7 separate regions of the Mus musculus genome follow, and regions 2, 3, 4, 5, 6 and 7 are each linked to region 1. Evidence: chromatin contacts called from public HiChIP or PLAC-seq data. All regions are on one chromosome and are shown on one strand. The core of a region is the stretch at or near the end of the contact, and the rest is flanking DNA. Distances in the headings are between cores, read along the strand shown. Region 1 holds the start of Khdrbs1 (KH domain containing, RNA binding, signal transduction associated 1). Region 2 holds the start of Hcrtr1 (hypocretin (orexin) receptor 1). Region 3 has its middle 23 kb from the start of Ldc1. Region 4 holds the start of Tinagl1 (tubulointerstitial nephritis antigen-like 1). Region 5 overlaps Col16a1 (collagen, type XVI, alpha 1). Region 6 holds the start of C77080 (expressed sequence C77080). Region 7 holds the start of Zbtb8a (zinc finger and BTB domain containing 8a).

Region 1 (3,500 bases), core at 779-3,278:
CAGATCTTGTTACAGATGGTTGTGAACCACTATGTGGTTGCTGGGATTTGAACTCTGGATCTTCGGAAGAGCAGTCGGGTGCTCTTACCCACTGAGCCATCTCACCAGCCCAGCCTCAGACTTTTAATGGGATTTAATTTGGGTTCCATCTGCATACAGTACCCTAGGATGAAGAGATCTTAGAGACTGTGCCCTGGTCCTTACAGCAGTACTATCTGTCTCATGGTGATTTATGTCTTGTTATTCCAGTATTCTGAAGATTAAGACTGAGTTGTTTTGAGTTCAAAGCCACTCTGGGTTAGAGAGTGAGTCACTGACTCTGCAGTGAAAACACGTGTTAAGGAAAAATGAAAGTATTTGTCTTTTTGAAAGAGTGCAGGGGGATCCCTTGTGAAGGACCAGCATTCAGAGCAGGAGTACTAGGAGCTCTGAGAACTAGGCAGCCAACATGGGCTAAGGACTGGCCCTGGAGTCACCGTTTTACAGAATAAACAGAAGGTGGCAACAAAACAATTCAGTCTAACAGGTGCTAGGACTGCAGTTTGTCAGAGACCTAATATAAGATGCTTCTTAGTTTGTTTTTGGGGGACAGGGTGGCCTGTCCTAGGTGGCCTGTAGCTGTGCTGTGTATGTAGGCCAGACTTGTCTCAAACATGAGGTAATTCTGTGGCTTTTCCTCCTCAGCGCTAGGATGCATAACCACCTCATCCCCTTAGTATGGCTGGACATGAAGGCCTCTATGTGCAAGTAGAGGTCAGAAAACTTGGGAGAGCTGGTTCTCTCCTATTTTGGGCCTGGGGCTAGAACTCAGGTTGATAATAGTCCCCTCCACCCCCAACGAAATAAGCTAATTCAAGAATAATTTTTTTTAAAAAGGCATATCTATTTGGAAATGGGTTCCCGGGTGAGTCCACCAGCCTCAGAGGTCGGGGGCAGAGTATGGCTGGTACTTTTTTGATAGATTGTAGGCGAAGAAAATGACAAGTCTACCACAAGCTGGGCTTGTGCCCAGGTATGGTCATCTAGGGTGGGGCTTGGGTGGCTGGTGACTAAAGATGAGGATTAGTACAGTCAGGAATTCAGGACTGGATTTTTTGGCGCCTTTTTGTGTTCTGAGGCTTTCTGAGTAGGCGGGGTTGGAAGGAGAGAGAGAGAGAAAATTTGGAATTTACCGGGGATGAGTGGGTGGGGAACAAGCCAACAAGCCGGGGACTCCAAAAACAGGTGATAAGCAGCATTACCAGTTGACCCGACCCCAAATGCATCTTTTAATAATTCTCTCACTAGTTTTGAACCTGCTCTAATGGAAATCTTGCCGACTGACTTCCTGGATGCCCTACTTGGGTATGGAGGGAGCCCTTTTCTTCCGGTCTTTGCGTCTCTGACTGACCCCTTCGACTCCTTCTGAGTTTCAGTTCTGCAACACACAGCATTCCCCATTCCTGGCTTCCCTTTCGCACACTCATCACTTATCTCTGGGTCAGCCTCCTCCCTCCCACCACGCCCGCCCGCATCCCCATCTTCCCATCCCGTTCGCTCGCGCAGTCTTTCCCTCTCTTCCGGCTTCACTTGGCTCTAACCCTCGCGTCCCCCTCTCTCCAGAAGCGTTCTTTTCATTTCCCGGTTGGAGGGGCGGCCCCCGATTCCACTCCGGGGCACCGCTCCCTCGGGGACCTCCCCAGGCTCGGCCGTTGAAGGAGGCGTGGCGCACGAATAACAGGTCTCCTGCCGCACACTCCGCGGGCCCGAGCGCAGACAAAGACATTCCACGGCGCCCGCCCCCTCCGCGCACTCCGCCCGGGGGAGGGGGAGGGGAGACACGTGTACCGCTAGCGCCGGGTCACGTGGAAAAGAAAAAGAAATGAAGGAAGGCGGCGGGCGCCCGCGCAGGCGCCCTAAGCTCGGAGCCCAAGCGGGGAGGCGACGTCTTCAGTCGGCGCAGGCGCCGTGGTCCAACTGGGGACTTTGTTCTCCGCGGAGAAACTCAAGGGCGGTGCCGGTAGGCGCCTGCGCACGCGCGCCGCCTCATTTCCGGTGCTCTCTCGCTGGGTCGCTCGGGTCGGCTTCGGTCGCTGTCGCTCCTGTTCTTCCACCCCCGCCAACCGCCGCTCGGGCCTCAGCTGCCGCCGCGTCGCTTCCTCGCTCGTTCGCTCGCCACCCATCATCCCCGATGCAGCGCCGGGACGATCCTGCCTCGCGCCTCACCCGGTCCTCGGGCCGCAGCTGCTCCAAGGACCCGTCAGGTGCCCACCCCTCGGTGCGTCTGACCCCGTCTCGGCCGTCGCCGCTTCCTCACCGGCCCCGGGGAGGGGGAGGTGGGCCCAGAGGAGGCGCTCGGGCCTCGCCCGCCACCCAGCCGCCGCCGCTGCTGCCTCCCTCCACCCCTGGTCCCGACGCGACGGTGGTGGGTTCCGCGCCGACCCCGCTGCTGCCCCCGTCAGCCACAGCCGCGGTCAAGATGGAGCCGGAGAATAAGTACCTGCCTGAACTCATGGCCGAGAAGGACTCGCTCGACCCGTCCTTCACTCACGCCATGCAGCTGCTGTCCGTAGGTAAGCGGTTCTTGGCGGGTCCTCTGGGTCTCCCGGTCCTGACTGTGGGTGGCCGCCGCTTTGTTCTTGCTCCCACCCCCTCGGAGCCCGGGCATCGAGAGTTGTCATCTCGACCTGGCCTTCGAGATTCTGCACCCACAGTCCCACCCGGGCTCAGGGTGTAAGGGAAGATTTCTGAGCCACGGACGAGGCCCGAAGAGGACTCGCGATCTCAGAGCGCGGAGAGCTTGATGGATAGTACCGTGCTCCCGCCCCCTTCTCCTCCCGTAGTAGTTGCCCCGCGCGCCAAGGGCCGGCTCTTAACAGAAATGAACCTATTTCTCCCCGCTTTCCCAAAGAGGAAACATTTGGGGGGGGGAATCGCGGGTGATGGAGACCTGGGGTGTAAGGTAGAGATAGCCGGAATGCCGGTCCCGCACAGCGCATCTACGGAGCGGGGCGGGATTTAGCGGGAACTCGGGTTTAAGTTCATTAGAGGTCGGGGCGACGAGAGAATCCGTGAGCTTGAGGTTTTCTCAAGCCAAGCTTTCCATTTCGGCCTGTCGAGTAAGAATTGCTGCAGACCCGGATGGTTTCTCTGTTTTATTTTGAAATGTGTTTCTGAAGTTATGCAAAAGTGTGTGTGTGTGTGGGGGGGGGGTTGTGATAGCCCAGGAGACCGTAGAAAGAAATGATAGAGGGAGGTAAGGGGCGGCAGGCAGGTTCTTTTGCGTGAGATGAACGAGAAATTGGTCTTTTTGTTTTAGTTTTTGCTGGAGTAGAGATAGTTTAAGAATGGTAGTCTTTGTTCTCTGATTGTAGACTATGGAGCTCTCTTCTCCGGACTTGAGCGACTTAGATATTTTTCCTTATTCAAACCGCCGCCTGTTGTTAGACATGGTTTTAGTATTTTTTATGATATCGAATTTTTTTTTTTTTTTGATTTTGGTTTTTCGATACAGGGTTTCT
Region 2 (3,861 bases), core at 443-2,942, 400 kb before region 1:
AAAAGCCTACTCTCGTACGGAGACACACAAATACCCATGGCTAGTTTCTTTAGAGACATCCTAACCACCCTCTGTGAATATATAAACCCTCTCCCTTATCACCCCACTGTGTCTCTCTCTGTGTGTCTCTGCTGTCTCTCTGCCTCTCTCTGTCGCTGTCTCTGTCTCTGTCTGTCTCTGTCTCTGTCTCTGTCTCTGTCTCTGTCTCTCTCTCTCTCTCTCTCTCTCTCTCACACACACACACACACACCACAGTCCCTCTTCTCTGGAGTCCTTCATCCATCCCCTGCCTCAGGCAGCACTCAGAGCAGACATGACAGTTTTAGAGTCCTAGAGATCTGTGGCCTATATTCTTGCATACAGATGCCACAACTACCCAAGGACAGAGTTTCTGCCTTGGGTCCAGCCACTCCCATTCTTCCAGAGTAGATAGAGGTCACCAGACCCAGAAGGGTGATGTCCTAGTCATCTGCTCACAGACCCCCTGTTTGCATCTCCAGTGCCTTAGAAGAGGGTCTGGCTGCAAAGGGAAGATGGTGGTTACAACTCCCAGGAAGGAAGGGATGTGTGAGAAAGGACCCTTGCTTGGACGACACTGTCTTGAGGTGATAGGTGGACAAAGTCCCCACCCACCTGCTAGGATTCCCAGGAGACCTGATCCAATCATGTGCACCTGCTGTTGTCTGCCTTAAAGACACACACACACACACACACACACACACACACACACACACACACCTCCGTGTTAACCCAAGGGCCACTTGGTCCTGCTTCCGGCTTCAGAGCAGGTGTTGCTGTTCTAGGAAGTCCTGGGTGAGCTCTTCTGCTCTGTTGTGACTCTCAGCTCCCTAGGTCTCACCCATCTTTGTGGACACCATAGGGAAATGCCTTACTCCCCGGAAGCCTACATCCTATGCAGAACTGGGGGTTAGAGGGGCTCTGGGAGATCTGAGAGTGAAACACAGGTTCGAACCTCAGCACTGCCTCTGACCTTGGGCAAAGCCCCGAGCTGTGTGTATCCAAGGACTTATCTGTAAAATGGGGACAGTAATAACTATCTCCCCCAGGCTGACGCGGGGATTAAATGAGATCATGCATTGAGTATCCTGTGGAAATGGCGGCCGTATTACAGGTTCATTGCTTGCCACAGAGATTGGTAAATATTGAGTTAATGAACGCCTCCAGCTTCCCTTCTTCTGCCTCCACCTCATGTCTGTGCTTTAGGAGGGGGAAAGTAAATGTGAACAAGAAGGATTTGGGGCAGGGAGAACGGGAAAGATCAGGGCTTTCTGACATCTCTGGACACCAGCTGCTCCAGCGCGTCCTGAGATTGCTTGAAGGCGGCACCGGCATCCTCTTACCCTTATGCCACTCACCTGTGCCACCACCCTAATCGGTCAGGTGAGGCAGCAAGTAGTGGTGGGGTCCACCCCTGCTCTGTGGCCCCTCGACGCTCCCCACCCCAGGTGCGTGCTGAATGCCGGGTGGCGGGAGCGTAAGTGTGCGAAGGATGTGAATGAGCCAGTGGACGCGTGAATGGAGGTGGATGGAAGCGTGAAGTACAAGGCGGGGCTCCAGCTGGGTGACCTCGAGTGCAGACAGGCCGGGGCTCCCTCCCCTCTCCTCCCAGCATCCCGCTCCGCTCCCCTCCCCGCGGCGCGCAGCCCTCCCTAGCCCTCCCGAGCTACCGCGGGCACCAGAGCCGGGACCACGCAGCCACTGAGCGGACAGCGCCGCCTCAGGAGGGGGCTACCCCGCCGCGTCTCCAGTTCCGCACCAAGGCGAAGTCCCGCGAGCAAGGTCCAGGTTCCAGCAACGGAGGATGCCCGGGGCCGGGAGCCAACAGGTGCGGGGCGTGGGCGACCCCCAGGACTGACTTGGGGATTCCAGAAGAGCATCGGCAGGTGATGGAGGGGGCTGGAGTCTCTGGGGACCTGGGTGCCGGAAGACTGCGCCACCCCCCACTCCGCTCACCTCCGGGAGGTACCCTTTAGCGCACTTGCTGCCCCTTCTGGGAATCCTCCCAGACCCCCTAAGGAGCAGGGAGGTCCCGCTGGGAAATCGGTAGGCCAATGTCTCTGCCCCTTCCCCTAGGGCTCTCGAAAGGACTGTCCATCCTCTTAACACCAATCTGGGGTCGTCCCTACCCAGCCAAGGGAAGAAGGGGTCTGAGCAAGGGAGGAGGGAGCGGCCTGAGCCAGGCCGGATTTATGAATGGAGAGCGGCCTGCGCACCGGCTCAGCGACCCCTGGCGGCCGTCGGGGAGCATCTCGGCCCCGGGGACTCCAGGAGACCTAGCAAGGGGGGTCTTGAGAAGCCTGTTTCTTGGCGTGAGGATCCTCCTTTCGTCTCTCCTAGGAAGGTGCTTACCCGCACTCCTCTTCGCGGGTCTGTGCGTTCCCGCGCGTGTACGCTCACTGAGGAGGATCTGGCAAGTCTAGTGGGCGGGACCTAGGTCTTTAATATCTCCCTGCACCCTTTTCCCAGCCAAGGGAAAAGGCTTGAGGACTGACTCAAGAAAGAATATTTGTCGTTGGGGATGGGTTTCCTTCCTAAATCTGTGGTGGCCGGAGGACTCAGACTGTCCTGGATTGGCTTTGTGACCTTGAACAAGGGACTCAACCTCTCAGCTTCCCGTCTCTCCATCCACACAACAGGGCTTGCTAATAATGATACCGAATACTGACTGGAGGGCCAGCTTCTGGGTGTACCAGGCTCTGGGTGAAGTAGTTCCCAAACCTTAGAGCTCAATACTCTTCATCGTGGCTCTGGAAGGTAGGTAACTTTAATACTCTGTTGGACCACTGGGTGGGGAAACTGAGTCTCAAGGAGGGAGGTAAAAGGTGCCTAGCTCCACCATTCCCACCCCATGACTAAGAATAAAGAGACGGAGGTAGACAAAGTCCCTAATGTCCTCTTCTTTCCTTCCTTCCTTCCTTCCTTCCTTCCTTCCTTCCTTCCTTCCTTCCTTCCTTCTTTCCTTCCTTCCTTCCTTCCTCCCTCCCTCTCTCCCTCCCTCCCTTCCTCCCTTCCTTCCTTCCTCCCCTCCTTTCTTCCCTCCTTCCTTTCTTCCCTACCTCCTCTCCCTCAGGAAGTTTGGTCTGAGACCCCAAAGACCTGAGGGCAAGACCAGGGCCTTTGAAAGGAGTGGGCTGAGGGCTTGTGGGAGTTTCTCTTTCTCCACAGAGCCCAGGACTCTCCTCAGCTGAAGTGGCTCCTAAACTCATGGAACCCTCGGCCACTCCTGGGGCCCAGCCTGGAGTCCCCACTAGTAGTGGGGAACCCTTCCATCTGCCTCCAGACTATGAGGACGAGTTCCTCCGATACCTGTGGCGCGATTATCTCTACCCGAAGCAGTACGAGTGGGTTCTCATTGCAGCCTACGTGGCTGTGTTCCTCATAGCCTTGGTGGGCAATACCCTGGGTAGGTGTCTGTTTTCTTCTGAACTAGAGGGAGTCCTGGGCCTTCCCTTCATACCCATTCTTGCTGGTGAGGTCGGGATGGGGCCTGAATGTGTGTGGCTTTGCTAACTGGCTTCACCTCACCTTGCTGCTCTCTGCAGTCTGCCTGGCTGTGTGGCGGAACCACCACATGAGGACAGTCACCAACTACTTCATTGTCAACCTGTCCCTGGCAGATGTGCTGGTGACTGCCATCTGCCTGCCTGCCAGCCTGTTAGTGGACATCACCGAGTCGTGGCTCTTCGGCCAGGCTTTGTGCAAGGTCATTCCCTATCTCCAGGTTAGCTCTCCCATGGCCCTCAGCACCCTCTACCACATCTGTCCAAAACCTATGACCTTGGTGGCTTTCAGTAACTTTATTGTTTGCCTTTCAGTCAAGTTACACTGGCTTAGGACTCT
Region 3 (3,836 bases), core at 1,282-3,781, 460 kb before region 1:
TGCCCCATCAAGGATCTTAATGTTAATTTGAGCAGGTGAAGGCAGAGTGCAGGAGTGAATGCAGAGGCAGCAAGGAGGATCTCTGTCAGCTGTTAGAAAAGGGATGGGGAGTGCTGCAGTGGCTGCTCTTCTAGAGGAGTTCAATTCTCAGCAACCACATGGTGGCTCACAGCCATCTGTAACGGGATCTGATGCCCTCTTCTGGTGTGCATGAAAACAGAGCACTTGTACACATAAAAATATGTAAACTAATCTTTAAAATGAGGAGGAGGAGGGAGAGGAGGAGGAGGAAGAGGAGGAGGAGGAAGAGGAGGAGGAAGAGGAGGAGGAGGAGGAGGAGGAGGAGGAGGAGGAGGAGGAGGAGGAGGAGGGATGGGTGTAGGGCCAGAGGGCTGTGCCATCAGACAGAAGAACTAGTCAGATCAAGCAGGCTCAAATCCTGGGGAATCTCAGAATTGAGACAGGCAGGCATGGAGCCAGCTCCCTGCCAAGTTCTACTTGTTCAGAACAGGTAACCATGACCCCCCATGGAGAGGGCCATGACAACCAGTCCCACAGGGACAACACCTGAAGTCCTTCCCCATGCAAATAGAGCATCCCTAGTATCTCAGACTGAGCTATTGGGAAGCATTTACTCCCGGTTCACACCCTCCTCCCAAAATGTTTATCATGTCCCCATCTACATGGAATAAAGTGCACGAGTTATTTCACCAAGAGTCATCGGAGAGTATCTGTTTTACTGAGCTGTGACACACTGGATCAGTTTTCTCTCCGGAAGCATTCTGAAGCCTTCATTGCTGGACCTTGGATCTGCCTGCAAGCTGGGCTCAGTGCTCCTGACCGCCACTGCTGGCGCTCCCTGGGCCGGGTGCTACTTCTCGCCTTTCTCGCTGTCCATCGTACTTCCTGCCTCTGGCTTGCCTCACAGCTCCTGCTGTGGTTCCGGACTGCATGCTACTCGCCACCTTCCACCACTGCTGCCTCTGGCACTGGCGCTGCTGGATGGTAGCAGTAGCGGGAGAGACCCAGGCTACTTGCACAGGCTTTCATGCCAGACCAGAGCCCCTTGGAACCTTTCGTTCAGGCTAGACCAGAGATCCTCGAAATTCATCCCTTCTGCTTCCTTGGAGAACGATAGAGAAAGATGCCTGGAGACCCCGTCACGGACTGCAATCGGCCTCCTCTGAGCAGCAGTAACACCGCCAGGCAGCCCGACAGATGGGTATAAGAGGAAGTAAAATCGGACTTCAAGCCGGGCATGGTGGTGCAAGCCTTTAATCCCAGCAAAGGCAGAGGCAGGCGGATTTCTGAGTTCGAGGCCAGCCTGGTCTACAAAGTGAGTTCCAGGACAGCCAGGGCTATACAAGAGAAACCCTATCTCGAAAAACAAAACAAAACAACAACAACAACAACAAAATCGGACTTCAAGGTTTAGGGCCAGGGCTGCCCTTTCATGGCTAGGGTGGGGAATGGGGGTTGGGTGGGTGGAAATCAAGGCTCTGCTTCAACAAGTTTGGAGGGCCCTACACCCTACAAGAACCAGTTTCTAAGGAGAGGTCAAGATGAGAGAACGAGAGGGGACAATATTGGGTGGCCTCCACAGTTCTGGGTCAAGGACATCAGCAGTAGAAAAAGAAGAAAAGGATGCTCGGCTGTATCCAAGGCTGCTGATGAAAGAAACGAGATGAGGTGAGGGAAAAAACAAGATGAGGCGGAGGCCACTGATGGGCTTCTGGGGTCCAAGGAGTGTGAGGGAGCCCAGCACGGACAGCTCCTCAGGGAGATGTACTGTAGCAGAAACGGAAGGGAAGGCTGCAGGAAGACGGGGACCAAAGGAAGAGGGAGGGTTCATTTTAGGGTGAGAAATCATGCTCTGAATTCCAAGAGCAAAATCCGTCAAGGAAGAGAAAGAAGGCTTAGAAGCCAGGCGGGAAGCGGGTTAGCCCTCAAGCCAAGCAGGGCAGGGTGGAGGGCGAGTGATGCATCGAAGCCTGTGTAGAGCACTGGAGCCAGCAGGCTGAATTTTCCTCAGATTCGCTTCCCAGTGATTCAAGTACCAAGGCCATCACGAAGAGAAGAGGGCAGGAGGAGCTTCTTGTTCCCAGAAGGGAGCAGGCACACAGCCAGAACAAGGCTGGGAGAGGATTCGCCTGCGCACCGCTGCGGGTTGTGCAAGGACAGCTGGAGTCAGAGAGCTGTCGGTTTGTCCTCATCCGTGTCCTGCCGTGGGCACAGGTACAGAGTGGGTGGAGGTTGATGGAGGTACAAAGACTGGGAGATGCCTGACACTTGAGGTGGCCCGGGATCTCTGCAGATCCCGACTCCACCCACGACCCCGGAAGTCCTCGGGACTTTTTCCTACCCACATGTAGAAGCAGCTTTCCCTGGGTCCCCTCGCCAGTACGAAAGCCAGGGATTAAAGTCTACCGTCCTCGGTGGGTCCCACTCTTCAGCGAGGTCTGAGCACAGCAAACATGGCTCAGGATCAACCCAGGTGCTAGGTGCCCTGCTTAGTCTATGCTTCAGCCACGGTGCCTTTCTACCACCTACTGGCCGTGATCGGCATTGCGCCTGGGTTGAGCTCCCATTGGGTTTCTGAACTCCAGTTATCAAAGGCCAAATGAGTCTCCACCACCACCATCCCCGCCTCTCACCCGTCCCCGCCCCTTTAAACCTTCGTTTATTTTGTATGTGTGTGAGTGTGTTTCCAGGGGACACACTCTTGCCACGATGACCACGTGGCAACCAAAGGATAACTTCCAAGAGTTGGTTCCCTTCTCTTCCAACCTTTGTGGAGTTGTGGGGATCGAAATCCTGAAACCAGAATTGGTGGCAAGACACGTTGATCCATTGCAGCACCACCCCCCTTTCCTCTTTTTCTTTTGCAACCCCACCCCACACCTTCTGAGGCGCTAATAGTCTAGAGAGACGATTCTCAGTAGTCATTTGTCCTTGCCTACTTCATTCATTCATAATGCTTACTGAGCACTTACTCTTTGCCACATTGCCGTGGGCCCCAGGGTTAGTCAGGAAGGGAACAAGAGAGATCACAGCTCTTTTGCAAGGGCATCCTTGTGGGAGTGGAGGGAGACAGGAAGTAGATAAGGAGATAAACTAGAGAATGATAGAACGTGCTGGATGACGAAGGGAATTCAGGGAGTGCCCGAGAAGGTGACGCACAGATGGAATCAGAGGATACAGAAGACAGCTCATAGGCTGGGGAGGAGGCTGGCCCAGAAGCACTGACCAGAGAGGCTGACAGGTCTGGGCTGACCTAGGAGGTCAAAGAGGAGACGTGGAACTCATTAGCCTCCTGCCTCAGTCTCCTGACTGTTGGGGTTACCGGCATATACACGGCATCCACACAGCAATGGGAGCTTTGTAAAAAGAGGGAAATACCTGAAATTCTTATATAACTTCCCCCAAAGTTAGACGCTATTGTTGTCGTCAAACATCTTAGTTGCTTAAAGCTGATCTTCATTCAGACCCACTGGATCATCTCTGGGAGGTGAGACCAGGAGTCTGCGTGTTTAATAAGTAGTCTGGAAGGTTCTCCTTAAAACAAAATCCAAGGACTGGACAGGTGACTCAGCAGTTAAGACCCTATGTTGCTCTTGCAGGGACCTGAATTCAGATCCCAGAGCCCACATCAGGTGACTTACAAGTCTCCCTATAACTTCTACTCCAGGAACATCCTATTCTGACCTCTGCTGGCATCCCTATGCAGGTAGTACACACACACACACACACACACACACACACACACTCATACACATAAATAAAAAATCAAGCTTTAAAAAGTAAAATACTTAAACTCTACAGTGAAATTTAAAAAT
Region 4 (3,809 bases), core at 1,243-3,742, 430 kb before region 1:
CATGCGACTCCACTGAGGTGGGCTCTGAGCCAGACTCTGTGATGACAGGGGTAAGGGGTGGAGGGGTGATCCGGCCCCACCCTCCTCCCTGCTCCAAGTTCCTGTCTCCTGTAGACAGACAGACACAGACAGGCAAACAGCTACCCACTACCTACCCCTGTTCCCCCAGCTCGTCCACAGGCATCTAGTAGACAGGTGTTTACAAGTAGGAGAGGCTTTCAACGACATTCTGACACCAGCAGCTTACACAAACGGACACTGGACACGCAGACAGACCCAGGATAGTCACAGAGACACACACTGTCCACACAGCTCTAAGGGCACGGACACACAGGAGCATAGCAGGTAGACAGGTAATTCCGTAGGCAGGCAAGAACCAAAAGAGAGCCAAAAAAAGGTAGAGGCACACAGGGGATATAGCAAGACACACACACACACACACACACACACACACACACACACACACACACTCACTCACGCAAGTGAGTGCCAGAGGGGGAGAGAGAGAGAGAGAGAGAGAGAGAGAGAGAGAGAGAGAGAGAGAGAGAGAGAGAAATCACACACAGCAGCTCACAGGGAAGGGGTGCTCTTTGGCAAAGGTAGACCCAATGTTATGGCCTCTAGCCCTCAGAATTTTGAGACTGACCCATGAAAGCAGGTACCAGGCCTGTTCTGTTGAAGCCAGTCTCCTCCCAGGGGAGATGATGTTGGCAGTTCTGAGGGATCTATCTGCCTTTCGATTTGATGAATCGAGATTGAATAGGAAAGGGGGGGCTTCCCAGCCAGCAGGATCTTGAGACCTGTCATATGACTAAGGGTGCCTCAGGAGAGAGAATACACTGGGTAGCCTGTGTTCTGGCTGTGGAACCTTGGATAAGTCTGCACTCACTTGTGCCCTGCCCCCCACCCCCCGCCACGCCCACTTCCTGGTTTCACATAGCATAAGGTGGCTTTGAACAGGCTACACACCTGAACTTCTGATCCTTCTGCCTCCAGTTCCTGAGTGCTGGGAATACTGACATGTGCTACAGCACAAGTGTGTGTGTGTGTGTGTGTGTGTGTGTGTGTGTGTGTGTGTGTGGTGTGTATGTGCATGCGTGCACACATACAGTCTGTGTGCATTAGACTTATGAGGATGGCTTTGTGGACTCTATTCTCTCTCTCCATCGTCTAGATTCCAGAGGCTGAACTCAGGTCGTCAGTATAGTGGCAAGCCCCATTGCCCACTGAGCCATTCTCACCAGCCCCACAGTTTTTATACGATGCTAAACACGAACTCAGGGCTCTGTACACGCTAAGCAAGCACTCTATCAAGGAAGCTGCATCCAGACCTTGTCTGTTCTCTTGAGCCTCAGTTTATCTTTTAGGCTTCGTGCTCTCAGATCCTTTCAGAGTACGAATGGATAGGTCTGTATGTTGGGTGCTTCCGCACCCCCTGGTGCCTCACCACCCTTGCCTCACAGCAGGGGGTAGCTCGGTCACAAGAATCCCTTGTACTGACTGCTCTCTGCAGAGAGTGACAGCTAAGGGGAGGTGTCTCGGAGAACTAAGAGAATCCCCGCGCTCCTGCTTGCCCCAGAGAAGGCTAGGATAACTGTCTAGGTGTGGTGTCCTTCCTCCACCTAGAGAGTCCTCTGGCCCTGGGCCCAATCTGTTGGAAGAAGGAGCTTGCACAATGGGGAGGCACAAAGTGACAGCCGGAAGGCCTCAAGGGACAGAAGCCCCATTGTGTGAGGGCAAGGCAAAGGTTAGACCAGAAACGGAAAGGGGCTCTGCAGGGGGCCCCAGCTGCCAGGGCCCTTGATGTGGGGCCCGCCACGGGACCTTGGGCCAAGAAGGATGCCCTTGGGCCTGGTGGAGGGGGCAGTGTTGGGCAAGGTGCCCATCACTGGGGGAGGGCAGACCCCACAAGGGGCGGCTGGGTAAGCTCAGACTCCGCACCGCACCCACCTCCTGGGGAGGAGCTGCCCGGAGCTCCGTGAGCCTAGGCAGCTTCCTGAATCATCCCTTGGGAATTCCTGTCATTCCTGGGAGCTGCTGTGGCTTGGAGTGGCCCCCAGCCCAGGGTCACTGGGTCAAGGATGTGCCTGGCTATTTTTCTTCCTGGAGGGCCGGGTTGGGGGGGGGGGTTAGAGATTTTTGCCCCTAGCTCTTGGTCCCTATCAAGTCCTGAACTCTGATCGTAGCTGCCTCCTCGCCCGCTTCTGTTCACGTTTTCAGCTTCGTAAAATCGCTGGGAAAGTCCTTCCTACTATCAGTCCACAATTCTTTCTCCGTGAGTTGCAGTTCTGCTCCCTAAGAAGAGGGTTCCATTGACAAGAGATCCCTCAAGGAGGACAGTCGCGTACACATTGTCCTTAAGCCGTTCCCTCGGAGCTAAGGGCTACTCCAGGTACCTACAAGTGGGCCCCGCCCTCCCCTCCCACAGTCCGGGGTTGGGGCGGGTGCTGCCGGCAGGGCGGTACAAAAAGCGTCCCGCCCTGCGCTCCTCACTTGACTCGGTCTGGCAGTCTCGAGCTTGGAGGCGGAGGCGCGCAGGGCAGCCTGGGTCCAGCCCACACCCCTCACCAGGTAGGGACTCTCCCTGATCAGAGGGTAGAGGGTGTTGAGAGAAGGAGCAGCGAGGAGGGGGCACACTGAGGGAGAAGGACCCAGGGCAGAGAGGCACAGAGGAGAGGGTCAGAGGGACGCAGAGCAGAGGGTCAGAGGGACACAAGGACAGAAGGGCGGGGGCATGCATAAGGAGGAAACACAGAGTCAACAATCCAACTCAGATGCGTCAGAGAGGTAGAGGGACCAAGGGCAGGAGAGGAGAATGCGTGTTGGAAATGTCAAGGTCCCATTTCCTTGTCCATGACAGTCCCTAAACAGGTCAGGGAGGGGGGTCTACTTCTTGTCCCATGAGTGGACTGACATCTAGTGCTGTCTTTTCCCTCCCGGAGACTCGGGAGTCAGGGTTCCCCGCTTTGCTGAGCCTCCTAGGAAAGCTCCAGGACGTGTGAAGGGAGACCCACCCTTGACGTTTGTTAGGGAGTCTCCAGAAGCCAACACCTCTGACCCCTGACCTCTGTTCTCCTCGGGTCTAGGAGGCACCATGTGGGGATGTTGGCTGGGGCTGCTCTTGCTGCTGCTGGCTGGCCAGGCTGCCCTGGAGGCCCGGCGGAGTCGTTGGCGCAGGGAGCTGGCGCCAGGGCTGCACCTGCGGGGCATCCGGGACGCCGGTGGCAGATACTGCCAAGAGCAGGACATGTGCTGTCGAGGCCGTGCTGACGAGTGTGCCCTGCCCTACCTGGGAGCCACCTGTTACTGTGACCTCTTCTGCAACCGCACCGTCTCTGACTGCTGCCCCGACTTCTGGGACTTCTGCCTCGGGATTCCACCCCCCTTCCCTCCCGTCCAAGGTGGGCACCGAGATGGCCAGCAGAGCGGCCACCTTGTCACTCCCAGTCCCAACGAGGCTCAGGAACAAGGCTGATAATGGGTATTTCCAGGCTTTGAAAAATGTAGAAAAGAAATCCTCACCCTGTTTCCTGCCCCTCTGGAAGTCCCTCGTGTGGTCTTACTTGACTCTTTCAAGCAACACTGAAAAAAAATAGTCCTGTTAGGCCCTAGGGCAGGGCAGACAGGCTCCAGCACTATCTCTCAGTCAGTATGGGGAAGGTGGCAGCCCCACCTGCTGACTCATCCTGAGGCTGATAGAGCACGAAGGGCCCAGCCAGGTTGTCATAGCCAGAGACCTCACTTAGGATTCAGCACCTCTGAGAATGGCCTGCACGTGTCCTTTCCCTGTCCCAGTAGGAGAACTACGG
Region 5 (3,826 bases), core at 1,096-3,595, 350 kb before region 1:
GCAGTTTAAACCCAGGCTGGGCTGCCCAACTCAGGCGTTGGGTCTGAAGAGACCGGGGAAGTCTGTTGAGCTGAAGTCCTCCTTCTTACCTTAGGCCCAGGGAGGCCAGGATGACCTGTTTTCCCCTTGAAGCCCTGGAAGGAAAAGCAGGGAGATGTGGTGCCCGAGATCTGATACCCGAGATGCCCCCACACCTTCCTGCGCAGGCTATATCAGTAGAGTCTATTGCAACCATAGCATGAGGACATGGAGGCTCCGAGGAGAGCCGGGAGGGGGGCTCAGAGCTCCCGGCTCCTTCCTTCAGCTCAACTTACTGGAGGTCCCATGAGTCCGGGAGGGCCAGCAGGACCTGGGTCCCCCTAGGGAAAGAAAAGGAAGCATTGAGGAGGTTTGATTCAGCCCTGACCACACCCACTCTCCGCCCCACTCTGCTTCTGAATCTCCATCCCCAGGATTTGCTGGGAACCTTAGATGGGACAGAGGGAAAAAATCCCAGTCTGGCTCAGCCTCTGACTGACTGGGGACTGTGAACGAGTCCCAGCCCCTCTGTGGGCCTTGGTTTGGTTTCTTTTTGTTAAGGATGGGAAATGACCTTGATAGCTCCACAACCCCCCCCCCCCCCCCCGCTTTGCCATGTTCCCATTTCTCTGATTGCCCAGAAAAATCTCAACCAAGGAGCCAGAGCCTGCTTAGGCCTGTCATGATTACAACCTTATTCTTTCCAGAATACAGCCTACTTCCTCCAGCTGTCCAGGTTTCGGGATCTAAGTGGTATCTCTGTCACCATCCAATTCACTTAACCTGGCTAAGTCTATTAGGAGGCATGAGAGACTCAGGGGAGTCTGAGGCCAGCCGGGAGGAGACTTGGATACCCTGATTAAAGGGCGACTCCAGCTCACCTCATCAGCAGGGAGGGCTCCTGCCTCCCATCCAGCCCCATCTTACCCTCAGGCCAGGCTTGCCGTCCTTCCCGTCCAGTCCGTCCAGCCCAGCAGGGCCCTGCGCACGAGAAAGGCGTGGCTAGATGCTGCTCTCGAGCTTAGGAGGAGGGAAGTCTGACCCAGCCCCATGGTTGGCTCCACCTCTTACCCAACTCACACTGTTACCACAACATGCACACACACTCACACAGGTACTCCATCCCACATGCCATCGGGCCCAGAGGCCACACACTCACCTGAATCCCGGGAGGGCCGGGTGGCCCAGGGGACCCAGGCAAGCCTGAGGGACCTCGAATCCCTTCACTGCCCTGAAACAGGAACACCCAATGAAGTCAGGGCCAGGGATGCTAGGGGGTCCCTGGGAGTCAGGACATCTGGCTTCCTGTCCTGGTTCTACGTTGACTAACTAATGTATTCCACACAGTCTCCCTAAGAACCTGTGTCCTCACCCACCAAGGCCCCTTTCCCTCACGGCTCTATGGGGAGTGAGAACTTGCTTAAACCAGCCCCTTCTCAGGGTTGTCCCAGAGGCCGGTACATGTGTGTGTGTGTGTATGTGTGTGTGTGTTTAATTTATATTGTGTGTGGGCTTTCATGCCTCAAAGTGGGAAAGGTGAGGAGATTCCTGTACTCCAGGGTCTCATGGTCCCTGAGGGCCACATGCCTGCAGTGAAACACCACATCAGCTTTTCAAGGATGGAGCTGCAGATCTCAGGGATTGGGGTGGAGGCCCATGGTGGCCAGGCCTTAGGGAAAATGTCACAGGAGTGTCACCAGATGGTGGACTCTGAAGATGAGTCCCTGGGATGAGGCAGGAGGGAAGCTAGAGGGGACCTAGGAGAGAGAGATTTGGAAGTGGTCCCATGCCTGTGACCTGGGTGTCAGGGCCCTTAGGGTAGATGGACTGGGAGATGAGGCTGGGGAGGTGGGCACTGGACCTGGAGGGGCCCCACGTAACATGTGGCACATAGTCAAGAAACAGACCAGTGGCTTTGACATCGCTTCTCAGCACCCTGGGAGTTGGTGGGGGACCCTTGATCCTTGACCCTGGGAGCATAAACTAGGTTTCTGGGCCAGAGGATAAGATTCCAGAACCTTCTTCCAGGTCTTATCCAGAGCTTCCTCACTTGTGTCTGTACTCTATGAGGTTGCACGCAAACTTTTGTCTAATAAAAGGCTCAGGGACTGTAAAACCACCTGCAAACAGCCATATAGCCATGGAAAGCCCAAAGCAGGGAATTGGGGAGGAGAATAGGAGTGTGGACTGAGAGGTAAGATGCTTAAGGAAAGGTTGCTGTTTCCCCTGGGCAGCGGAGAAGCTCTGCGGCAATGGACAGACACAGCTACAGGGCAGAAAGTCGGGGGTGTTGCAATACCGCCATTGACCAGGAGGGGTCAGCACAGTTCTAGCCAATGTCAGCCTCGCTGAGAGTTGAGATGAAGCACCTCTATCCAGCAGTGTGGGATTCTCTGCAATGACCAGCCTAAGCAGGACTTGGCTACCACCTCCATCCTTCACTGGGAAGGCAGGCATGAGAGGGAGCTGACAGCCACCATAGGTCCACCTACGTCTGATGGGCACAAGCCTGGGGAGGCGGCAGAGGGACACTCATCTCTGATGCTAAGACAGTGTGTGCCCTGGATGGCTCCCTAACTTTTGGGTCTTCCAACTGTTTTCTTTTCCTCATTGTACAGTGAGAGGCTAATGTGTGGCTTCAGAGAAGAGAGGCTCCCAGAAACCACAGCGCCCTGTGGATGCCTCCTCCATCCAATGCTTAGAAATTAAGCCTGGGGTCTCCCCCAGCTCCTACCCAGTACATAAGGGAGCCCCAGCTTCTGCTGAGCCAGGGACGTCACCTCCAAACTGCAGCAGGGCTATGTGCCTAGCTTATCACTGTAGTTCTAGAGTCAGTCCTGCAGAGTTCCAAGGCTGCTGTCCCAAGATTATCACAAAATCACAGGTGACCCTGTGTCTTCGGGGCCCTTGAGGACAACCTACAGAGAGAGGCAACCCCTCCTCCAGGTATGCCTCCATTCAAGGGGTCCCAGTTTCATTCGTTCCCTGGCTCCTTGCCCCCTCTGCTTCCCCTTGAGAAATGAAGCTGGCTGAAGCTGGCCTGTCACAGTCTAGTTACCCGCCTCTACCAGTCCTGTGCCTCTACCCCCACCTTGTTTATGCCAGTCTCCTGGCAAATGGGAGCCCAGGCTACTCAAAGGCTGAGCAGGGGGGTAGGGAAGGGAGGATTAGGAGAGGGCGTGGGACCATCCACAGAGCCATCCGTTGGTGAGCACAGCCTGACAAAGATGGACTTGTCTGTGAATTTTCTCAACAGTGGCAACAGCTGCTTGGCTTTGGCAGAAGTGGGGTTCGGCTCACCTTCTCTGCTTGGGGGCCAGGTGGGCCAGGAGCTCCAGCTTTGCCTGGGAATCCTGGAGGACCCTGTGTCAATGAAGAAGTGGGCAGGGCTGGAGGCGGGGCTTCTTCCCCCTACCTTCTTGGTGGGCGCCATCTATCTGCCTGACCCTCCGTGGTTACCTGGCTCCTGAAATCTATCACAGCCACTTGGACTGTTTCTCCCACCCCCTACCTCCCTGGCCCAGGTCCATCTTCATCCGGCAGGCCCTGCTCCTCCCAGTGGGACCGCCTTACAGGGAACTTCTGTGTCTTTACTCACCGGTGGGCCTGGGAAGCCTGGCTGGCCTTGAAATCCCTAAGGGAAGAAATGAGGAGGTCAGCCCCCCCTTCTTGGACACTTGGTGGAAAGAGGAACAGGCTGGGGTAGCCTCAAGTCTGCAAGCTTTGTCCTTGTCCTCCAGTCTGTCCTAGATGGGCAGCAGGTGAAGTCCCCTCAACCTCCCAGACAATGCTCACCTGGTCACCCTTC
Region 6 (3,831 bases), core at 228-2,727, 490 kb after region 1:
AGCAGCTTACATAGGTCCACCATACGATGACACGAGGATAGTATGATGGCCTTAAAGATTATACAGCCAAACTCTGCCACAGGAAAGAGAGTACTGAAAGAGTGGGTACTGGTGGTTAGGAATAAAGAACACTCTCCTGACCACACTTTCCAAAGGCCAGGGCAAGGACAGCCGCCTTTAGATCTCCAATCCAACTTCCTCTCCTCCTGCTGGGAGCAGCTGGCATTCAGAAAAGACTTGTTTATACATGTAAACAAACAAACAAAAAGCCAGAGTATTTGTCTTCCCACTTCTGAATGCATGCAGACTTATTTTATTTATCCCTTTGCCTGAGGCTCAGCATGGGTAGTAGGTGATCTGCCTTAGGGCCCAGGTTCACCACTGCTGGGAGCCTTGGGGCCGTTCAGGGACTGGAGCAGGTCAGATCACTCTGCACTGAGGTCCGCTTACAACCTTAGAGTGAGGTCTACTGCGTGCCAGGGCAGATTAGGCTGGGTGATCAGGTCCTGTTCCTGTCCTAATGCAGACTAGGGCCCCGGGAGAAAGCTGTGTGACAAAAGTCAAGTTGATGATGCTAGACAACTCTCAACTCTAACTGCGGGACGTATGAACAAGACTCTTCTGGGGGCCGCGGAGGTTTGCTAGCCTCGAGGCAGAGATGAGCATCAGAATGCTGGCTTTGATTCCCTCCTGGCCTCACTCTCCCTTCTGTCCTAAGGGGGAAACATTCCCTACCTTGCTTTCCTCGCAGCTTATAAAATCAGAGATATAAAAGGGCTTGGTCAGCTATAATACAGCACGAGAGGCCGGCAAGGAAATGAACACAGCATTTTCCAGACTTCTAAAGGCTTTCCCTTAACCAGCTTCTCCAGGCACACACTTAGTCGCCTACCTCAAGATCCACCCTTATTTATCGTAGTTGAGCATCTCAGTAGGAAAGCCCGAGTCTTACTATAAGTGCCCTGGGGGAATCACAGCCTCGTTAAGGGTAAACTGAGGCCTGAACATCCCACTCTAGGTACTCAGGAATGAATCAGAAACAACCAAGAACAGAGCAATTGCTGGAGGCTTCCCCCCCACCCCCCTCCGGTGGTCCTGAGCCAGGGGAATACCTGCCACAGGTCCCAGGTGTCTGGGAAAAAAAGTCTTTCCCCAACCATAGGAGACACCGGGTGATCCAAAGGCCAGTACCTCGCTGCCCTACGAATCCCGAACACCCTCGGGGTTTTTCGAGAGACAGACCCTCGAGGATCAAGGAGGGGCGGGGCGAGGAACCTCTACTCTGCAGCCGGACCTCGCCCTCGGGGCAAGGCCGGCGGGGAGGGGCGCCTTGCCGCTGCGCTGCTACCGTCCCCCCCCCCCCCGCCCCCGACGGCCGCTCCCGCCGCTCGAGCCCCGCCCGCCCGGCGGCCCCGCCCGCGCTGCCCCCGCCCCCGCAGCGATCGCTCAGCCTCCGCCGCCCAAACTTTTTTCTCCGGGCGCGTCTCCGGCGGCGGCCGCCCCCGCGCATGGGCGCCGCGCTGCAGGGGGCCTGACCCCCGCCGCGGGCACCGCGCCTCCCCAGCCCCGCGCCATGGCGGCCCGCGCGCCCCCCGCCGCACCTGCGGCCGACGAGCCTGGGAGCCCCGGCGGCCCCCCGCGCAGGAAGAAGTCCCGCTCCGGCCTCCGCCGTGCCTTCAGCTGGCTGAGGGGCAAACGGCGCAAGAAGAAGGCGGCCGGGGCCGAGGGCGCCGAGTCCACAGCCTCGCGGGCTAAGAAAGCGGACGACAAGGCCAAGCGGGCCAAGGGCAAAAGCCGAGGTGAGCTGGCCTGGCACCTGGGTCGAGCGCGCCCATGGGTGTGGCAGGGTGGGTCCCTCTGGTGGGGTCGGCTGTAATGTGGACGGCTTGTCTCCTAGGCAATGGTTTTGGGGGAAGTGAAGAGCCCAGGGCACCCCAAGATAGGTCCTGCGCCGCTCCAGGGGCACAACCTATCCAACTGTGAGAGGCAGAGACCCCCATCTGGGCAGGGATCCCCTAGTTTACGCAGGAAGTGCTGGCTGGCTGGCCCTCCTGGTGGAAAGACACTTTCCTTCTCCTAAGTTGTGCCCTCTGCTGAGTCAAGGGGTCAGAGATTTGACACTGGCCCAGGGCCAATGGGAGAGGCAGGTGGCCTTGGGTCTTGGGGTGTCGGTCTCTTTGGGTCTTTAAGGTCAGCCTACTCAAAAGGAGTTCTTTTTGCCCTCCAGGTAGATCCTGGTTCCAGCTCCCCAAAGTACTCAGCTTGGAGTCCTTTGCTTGAGGTTGTTACCAGTGTTAGCTTTTCCCATCTCCACACCCCGCACCCCCCCTCCCCTCCCTTACCTGGGCCAAACCACAAACATCCACCTCCTGAGGTGGTGAGATCACCTTCCTGAACCAGAGTCCTCTCCTCATCACTCACCACTCTCCCTAGTCCCTTGTCCCCCGTAGTAACCTGCTTGTGTTGAAAATGGAGAAACTGAGGCTCAAGTGAGGTGGAGAGCCTTTGCCTGTGCTGCTGTGCCAGGAGAAGTCAGCAGCTGCTTCCTAGTGTTTGGAAGTTTTGAGCCCATGGCTCTCCCTGGACTCTAAGGGGTGGGAAGCCTGAGAGATGGGGGAGATGGGGAAGGAAGAAACTGGGAGCCTTATATCCCTGTTAAGGTCACTGTACTTTTGGCCACTTGTTTGGCTTCTCCCCCATCTCCTGTTTCTGTCATCAGTTTGGTGGGGAGACCTTTAGTCTCTGCTGGGGCGGGGGGGGGGGGTAGAGGCCAGCGGCTGCTGGAAGTTTATCTTCCTATACTGCCAAGCTAAAGTGCTGAAGGTGAGGGAATGGCCTGGGTCAGGGCCCATCCCACCTAGCTGTGTTTACCTTCAGTGTCCTTTAACTGCCTCTGGCGAATTAGAAGGAACTTTAGGGGTCAGGAAGAGGGTGGAAAGCCTCTTGTACGATTGCATCCGGCAGATCTTCCTTTTGGATAAGGGCCCTGCTCCCTTGCGGCCCAGCCACAAATAGAAATTTGGGCGCTGGGACTGAGATGAGTGGGCCAAGCCCCGAGGGAAGATTTGCTGGAGGCGTGTTTTCCAGGGTTCTGCAGCCCCTAACTGGAGGGGAGTGTGTCCCAGGGTTTCCCACTGGCATTCAGGGTGAAGTCATTCCCTTCCGCCTTAAGAGAGCTTGTGTCAGAAAGACAGCAATACAGGTTGTGGTGGTGGTCGGATGGTCAGGCAGGATAGTGGCCCAGTGGGATACCTTATGGGAGTGGATTCTCTTTTTCAGGCGAGCAGGCTGCAGGTACTGAGTGGTAGGTTAGCACTGAACCTCCTGGGGTTGGCAGGTCAGTGGCCTCGCCTCCTTCTCTCTTGTGTTGGGTATTGAGTGGCACTGGGCTTTCTGGGCAGCAGGTCGGCCTCACAGAGTCCACGTGCATGGGTGACACCCTCTGCCCTGAGCTGTTGTCTTTCCAAGTGTGCAGGTGGCCCCAGGTCCTTCTGAGGGCAGCCTTGTTCCCTTTTGCTTCAGCCTCCAATTGTTCAGATTGTGTCCCTGTCACCTGCCTGGCCCAACTTCTTTTCTGTTTATTAAGAGAAATAAATCCGATCTCTCTAATCTCCACCGGCCAGGAAGGGGAGGCTGGAGGCTTAACTCTTTCAGGGCAGATGACCATCAGAATGGATCTGGGGCGGGGGGGGGGATGGGGGAAGGAGGGATAGACCAGGAGCCTTTCTGGAAGGACCGAAAGGCCTCTGTGGGAAGCTCATCGGGTCCATTACACCCTCAGAGCCAGAGATCTAGAGACACAGGTCTCCACTTCCCTTGCTGCTGCAGTCT
Region 7 (3,409 bases), core at 276-2,775, 360 kb after region 1:
ACCTGGTGTCCTAATGATTTTCTTTCTTTTTTTAAAAAAAGATTTATTTATTATATGTAAGTACACTGTAGTTGTCTTCAGACACACTAGAAGAGGGCGTCAGATCTCATTATGGATGGTTGTGAGCCACCATGTGGTTGCTGGGATTCGAACTCGGGACCTTTGGAAGAGCAGTCAGTGCTCTTAACCGCTGAGCCATCTCACCAGCCCTGTCCTAGTGATTTTCAAATAAGCACTGGTCTACCTTTCCTTCCATTATCTCCCATTACCTCAAAAGTCCAGGAAACGAATCTTAATCACAGAGCACCCCTGGGGTAAACAGGTGTGACATTAAGAAACTGTTAGGTGTCAAACCTGGGACAAATAGCTGGGGTGCCTAGTTAACATGTCAAAGCTGACCTGGCCACCAGGTTCTCCCAGCATCCCTCAGTCCAATACCTGTTACAGGGTCCTCTAGGCTGGCATATCCGGCCCCCTAGCTTGAATCCTCCAGTCCAGGGGGCTGAGCTATTCTTCCCTATATAATCCAACCATTTTGGCTCCCTACCCTCTTTGTAATTTGGGTCTCCTGCTGTACTTGGTTCTGCTGCTCTCTCTCCTCCCTCCCCCACCCCACATCACAGGGCACAGCTCAGTTCACTCTGTACTCTCCCAGATGTTCCTGCCTCTGGCTGTGCTCTCCCACATATCTATAATAAACTTTCTCCTCCACTATACCTAGGACCAGGCATGTCCCTTTCCTTTTTATTTCTCCTTTTTTTTTTTTTTTCATTCAGAAATGACTGTATTGTATTCTCAGAGAGAATGATGTTCGAATACATAGTTACTTAGTGAGGAGATCGGAGAAATAGGACCCTGATGGGCTTGACTGAGGCTTGGGAGAGGAACGCCTCAAAATATTAAACGCATGCTTTGAGACTTTGAATCTTCTCCCCCATTCCGCATTACTTGACAATCAGCGTGAAGAAGTAGAAAACTAATTTAGTTTGTGGAATTTAAGCAGTATGAAAATTCAGCGGTTTACTATTTTAGGAAATGTATCACCTGATATTTGTGTGCCATAAATATTAGGGTCACGTCAGAAGAGAAACTTGATTTTACGACCAATTTTTATATTTGAAAACACGAAACACTGTTTTGTACTAGTTTTATATAAAGAATCACGGCCTCTTAATCTCAGCCCCTCCGGGCTTGCCTCTTCAAAGGGCTTGATGGGGACCTACAGAGGTTTCTAAAAGGCTATAACTGAAATTAAGTGCTTCGTCAAAGGGCGATTTTGTGGAACTCTCTCCCATTTTACGTCGCTAAACTTAAGTACAATAATGTCACATGTATACAGTATTTGTGGGCACGCCTAAGTCCCTCCCTCTCTCCTTGAACCAATATCTCCACATATTAGAAATCCAGCCCTTCTGCCCTCCGGAGGCGCCTTTCCCAACGTAAAGTACAATTTTAAAATTTAAGCTCCCGACTAAAAGAATGATCCCCAATCAACTGCTGGGGAACCTGGGCGCCCTAGTGCCTGCGGAGGGTGCAGTCGGGCGTGGGCACGGACAGGGGGAGTGGGCGAAGCTGCTGGTTGGTGCCTGAAATCTGTGCGTTGCCCCTTTAATTGTGTCCTCAGCCCTCGGGCGTTTCTGTCCAACGCCCACGTCAGCAAATACCTTTTGTTTCTCCCACGTTGGGGCTACTTGTTTTAGGGCGCAAAGCCTCGGCTTCGGAAAGGGGCTGCTTCCCCTACCCGGAACCGGGAATCGCTCCGCAGCGCGCGCGCGCGCGAGCGAGCGAGCGAGCGAGCGGCTAGAGCCCCGCGGTAAGTGGCTGCACGGGCGCGGGCGGGAGGAGGGCGGCCCGGGCGTCGGGGCTGCGGGCCGGGCCCAGAGCCTGGCGGAGGGCGGCGGAGCCGCCGGGGTGCGCCCCGGGACTGCAACCCCAGCCGGTGCGCCGGGCGACGCAGGGGGCACCCGGCGCCATTTGCAGCCGGGGGCGCAGAGCGGCGGCTCCGAGGGTCGGCGACGGCCACAAAGGAGACGCGGGCGGCGGCGGCGGCCCCGGGCGCGGCTGCGGGACAATGGCTGCACCGTCGCCGCCCGCGCCCGCCCCGCCGCCAGCCTTGGCCCGGCCCGGGGAAAGGCGGGAAGGCGCCCGAGCCTCCTGACGGCCGCGGCGGCGAGGCGGCGCCACGGGGCCGGGCGTGTCTGCAGACGTCGGGCGCGGGGCGCGGGGCGCTGCAGCCCGGCGGTCTCACTCCGCCCTCCACTCTCTGGTTTTCCATCACGACGCGACAGTTCTGGGCTTAGAACCGAGGGCAGAAATATGGAGCCCCAGCTGGCCCCGCGGCAGAATGTCCCTGGCATCTCCCACCTGGAGACACTGTCGGCTTTAGTCCCTTCGCGCTCTGGCGCGCTTACTCGCCCTTGACCGTGCGGTTATTCGTAATCCACGTCTTTGCGAGACGTGTTTGGAATAGGATTCACACCTAGCGGGCACCCAACCACACACGCCGCCAACACCTAGAAGTCTTTCTATTTGCAGAACTTTAGTAAATGGAGTGGTTTCACTTTGACGAAATATTGCACTTAATTTCTTATGAGACGGCTACGGGTTCCGGCTGTTTATTCTACCTAGCAAAGGGGAAAGGGGGAAAAATAAAACGCTAATGGTTAGGGAGTCTCATCCCTAGGCAGGGAGCTGAGACGTGGCAGCCCCCCAAGGCGCCCTGTTCTTGCAGCGTCCCGGAACAGTCTCCAAAGTACCAAAACCTTCGCTGATTTTATCACTTAAATCGCACTTTTATTTACCTATTTATTCTTTGTTTTAAAGCGGACTCAGGCTAGACTTGAAAATTTGATCTTACCTCCACCTCGGGAGGGCTGGGATGCACTAGGCAAATTTTTGGCACAATTATATACTTTTTAATATTCAAAGACGTTAATATAAGTTTTAAAACTCCTCTTTTAAAAAGCTATTTTATATATCTTTTTTTTGAAGGCACTGTTTCATGTACCCCAGGCTAGCCCTAAATCTTGGACCTCTGATTCTCTTGCAGCCCCTACCAAATGCTGGGATTACAGGCATAGATCACCACACCTGATATTATCCTGTACTTGAATTGAACCCATGCATGTCACATAGGCACTCTACCACTAAACCCAGCCCTCTCCAAACCTTAAATGGCTCCTTCACATCCTACTAAAAAAATAAAAAAATCCAAAACCCCCATGGTGTGTGTGTGTGTGTGTGTGTGGTGTGTGTGGTGTGTGTGCGTGTGGCGTGTGTGTGTGTGTGTGTGTGTGTGTGTGTGTGTGTGTGTGTGTATTTTGAACCCGGGCCTTGCATGGGCTAGGTAAATGTTACCATTGAGATACATCCCCAGGCCCCTTATTTTAAATTTTAATTTTATTATGAG

What was found. HiChIP or PLAC-seq counts read pairs in DNA pulled down with a chosen protein or histone mark.
Region 2: a contact with region 1 is called in an H3K27ac HiChIP or PLAC-seq map of SST interneurons, with 7 times the contacts expected there. The contact joins the promoter of Hcrtr1 here to the promoter of Khdrbs1 in region 1. A contact is called at or near these places in 7 of 115 datasets of contacts at active chromatin or transcription factors (SST interneurons, astrocytes, embryonic forebrain and 4 more) and 1 of 9 other capture datasets (adipose tissue).
Region 3: a contact with region 1 is called in an H3K4me3 HiChIP or PLAC-seq map of forebrain, with 2.8 times the contacts expected there. The contact joins the enhancer-like site here to the promoter of Khdrbs1 in region 1. A contact is called at or near these places in 1 of 39 promoter capture datasets (hippocampal neurons) and 6 of 115 datasets of contacts at active chromatin or transcription factors (astrocytes, embryonic basal ganglia, embryonic forebrain and 3 more).
Region 4: a FOXA1 HiChIP or PLAC-seq map of pancreatic cancer cells shows a contact between it and region 1. The contact joins the promoter of Tinagl1 here to the promoter of Khdrbs1 in region 1. A contact is called at or near these places in 2 of 39 promoter capture datasets (hippocampal neurons and stem cell-derived epiblast-like cells), 13 of 115 datasets of contacts at active chromatin or transcription factors (the NIH/3T3 cell line, T-cell acute lymphoblastic leukemia, astrocytes and 10 more) and 1 of 9 other capture datasets (adipose tissue).
Region 5: an H3K4me3 HiChIP or PLAC-seq map of forebrain shows a contact between it and region 1, with 4 times the contacts expected there. The contact joins the enhancer-like site here to the promoter of Khdrbs1 in region 1. A contact is called at or near these places in 3 of 39 promoter capture datasets (embryonic stem cells, hippocampal neurons and liver), 1 of 15 datasets of contacts at CTCF or cohesin (embryonic stem cells), 1 of 484 Hi-C or Micro-C datasets (the G1E-ER4 cell line), 11 of 115 datasets of contacts at active chromatin or transcription factors (acute myeloid leukemia, craniofacial prominence, embryonic forebrain and 7 more) and 1 of 9 other capture datasets (liver).
Region 6: a contact with region 1 is called in an H3K27ac HiChIP or PLAC-seq map of T-cell acute lymphoblastic leukemia, with 4 times the contacts expected there. The contact joins the promoter of C77080 here to the promoter of Khdrbs1 in region 1. A contact is called at or near these places in 2 of 115 datasets of contacts at active chromatin or transcription factors (T-cell acute lymphoblastic leukemia and pancreatic cancer cells).
Region 7: an HNF4G HiChIP or PLAC-seq map of pancreatic cancer cells shows a contact between it and region 1. The contact joins the promoter of Zbtb8a here to the promoter of Khdrbs1 in region 1. A contact is called at or near these places in 1 of 39 promoter capture datasets (liver) and 3 of 115 datasets of contacts at active chromatin or transcription factors (effector CD8 T cells, memory CD8 T cells and pancreatic cancer cells).

What each region holds. Positions count from the first base shown.
Region 1 is chr4:129,740,831-129,744,330 of GRCm38.p6, reverse strand. Khdrbs1 (KH domain containing, RNA binding, signal transduction associated 1) reads left to right here and starts at 2,028. Exons shown (of 9, transcript NM_011317.4): 1 at 2,028-2,552. The coding sequence starts at 2,171.
Region 2 is chr4:130,136,993-130,140,853 of GRCm38.p6, reverse strand. It overlaps Hcrtr1 (hypocretin (orexin) receptor 1), which reads left to right and starts at 1,692. Exons shown (of 9, transcript NM_198959.2): 1 at 1,692-1,846; 2 at 2,658-2,775; 3 at 3,187-3,424; 4 at 3,564-3,742. The coding sequence starts at 3,226.
Region 3 is chr4:130,197,801-130,201,636 of GRCm38.p6, reverse strand. No RefSeq gene overlaps it. Among named protein-coding and RNA genes, the nearest start is that of Ldc1, 23 kb to the left of the region's middle. Within about 2 kb of position 2,531, at least 54 of the 459 cell types and tissues checked have an H3K27ac peak or open chromatin away from gene starts, as enhancers often do. A contact at or near this core is called in forebrain and hippocampal neurons, where this site is marked.
Region 4 is chr4:130,173,485-130,177,293 of GRCm38.p6, reverse strand. It overlaps Tinagl1 (tubulointerstitial nephritis antigen-like 1), which reads left to right and starts at 2,492. Exons shown (of 12, transcript NM_001168333.1): 1 at 2,492-2,571; 2 at 3,087-3,401. The coding sequence starts at 3,095. Gm52490 (a long non-coding RNA gene) reads right to left here. Exons shown (of 3, transcript XR_003955116.1): 2 at 3,523-3,582.
Region 5 is chr4:130,086,045-130,089,870 of GRCm38.p6, reverse strand. Col16a1 (collagen, type XVI, alpha 1) reads right to left here. Exons shown (of 70, transcript NM_028266.5): 53 at 3,814-3,826; 54 at 3,617-3,652; 55 at 3,319-3,381; 56 at 1,178-1,249; 57 at 946-999; 58 at 315-359; 59 at 90-134. Among named protein-coding and RNA genes, the nearest start is that of Gm46871, 8.7 kb to the right of the region's middle. Within about 2 kb of position 2,345, at least 22 of the 459 cell types and tissues checked have an H3K27ac peak or open chromatin away from gene starts, as enhancers often do.
Region 6 is chr4:129,246,089-129,249,919 of GRCm38.p6, reverse strand. C77080 (expressed sequence C77080) reads left to right here and starts at 1,477. Exons shown (of 7, transcript NM_001033189.3): 1 at 1,477-1,799. The coding sequence starts at 1,574. The region is part of intron 1 of Gm12976 (a long non-coding RNA gene); the gene reads right to left.
Region 7 is chr4:129,376,144-129,379,552 of GRCm38.p6, reverse strand. It overlaps Zbtb8a (zinc finger and BTB domain containing 8a), which reads left to right and starts at 1,525. Exons shown (of 5, transcript NM_028603.4): 1 at 1,525-1,813.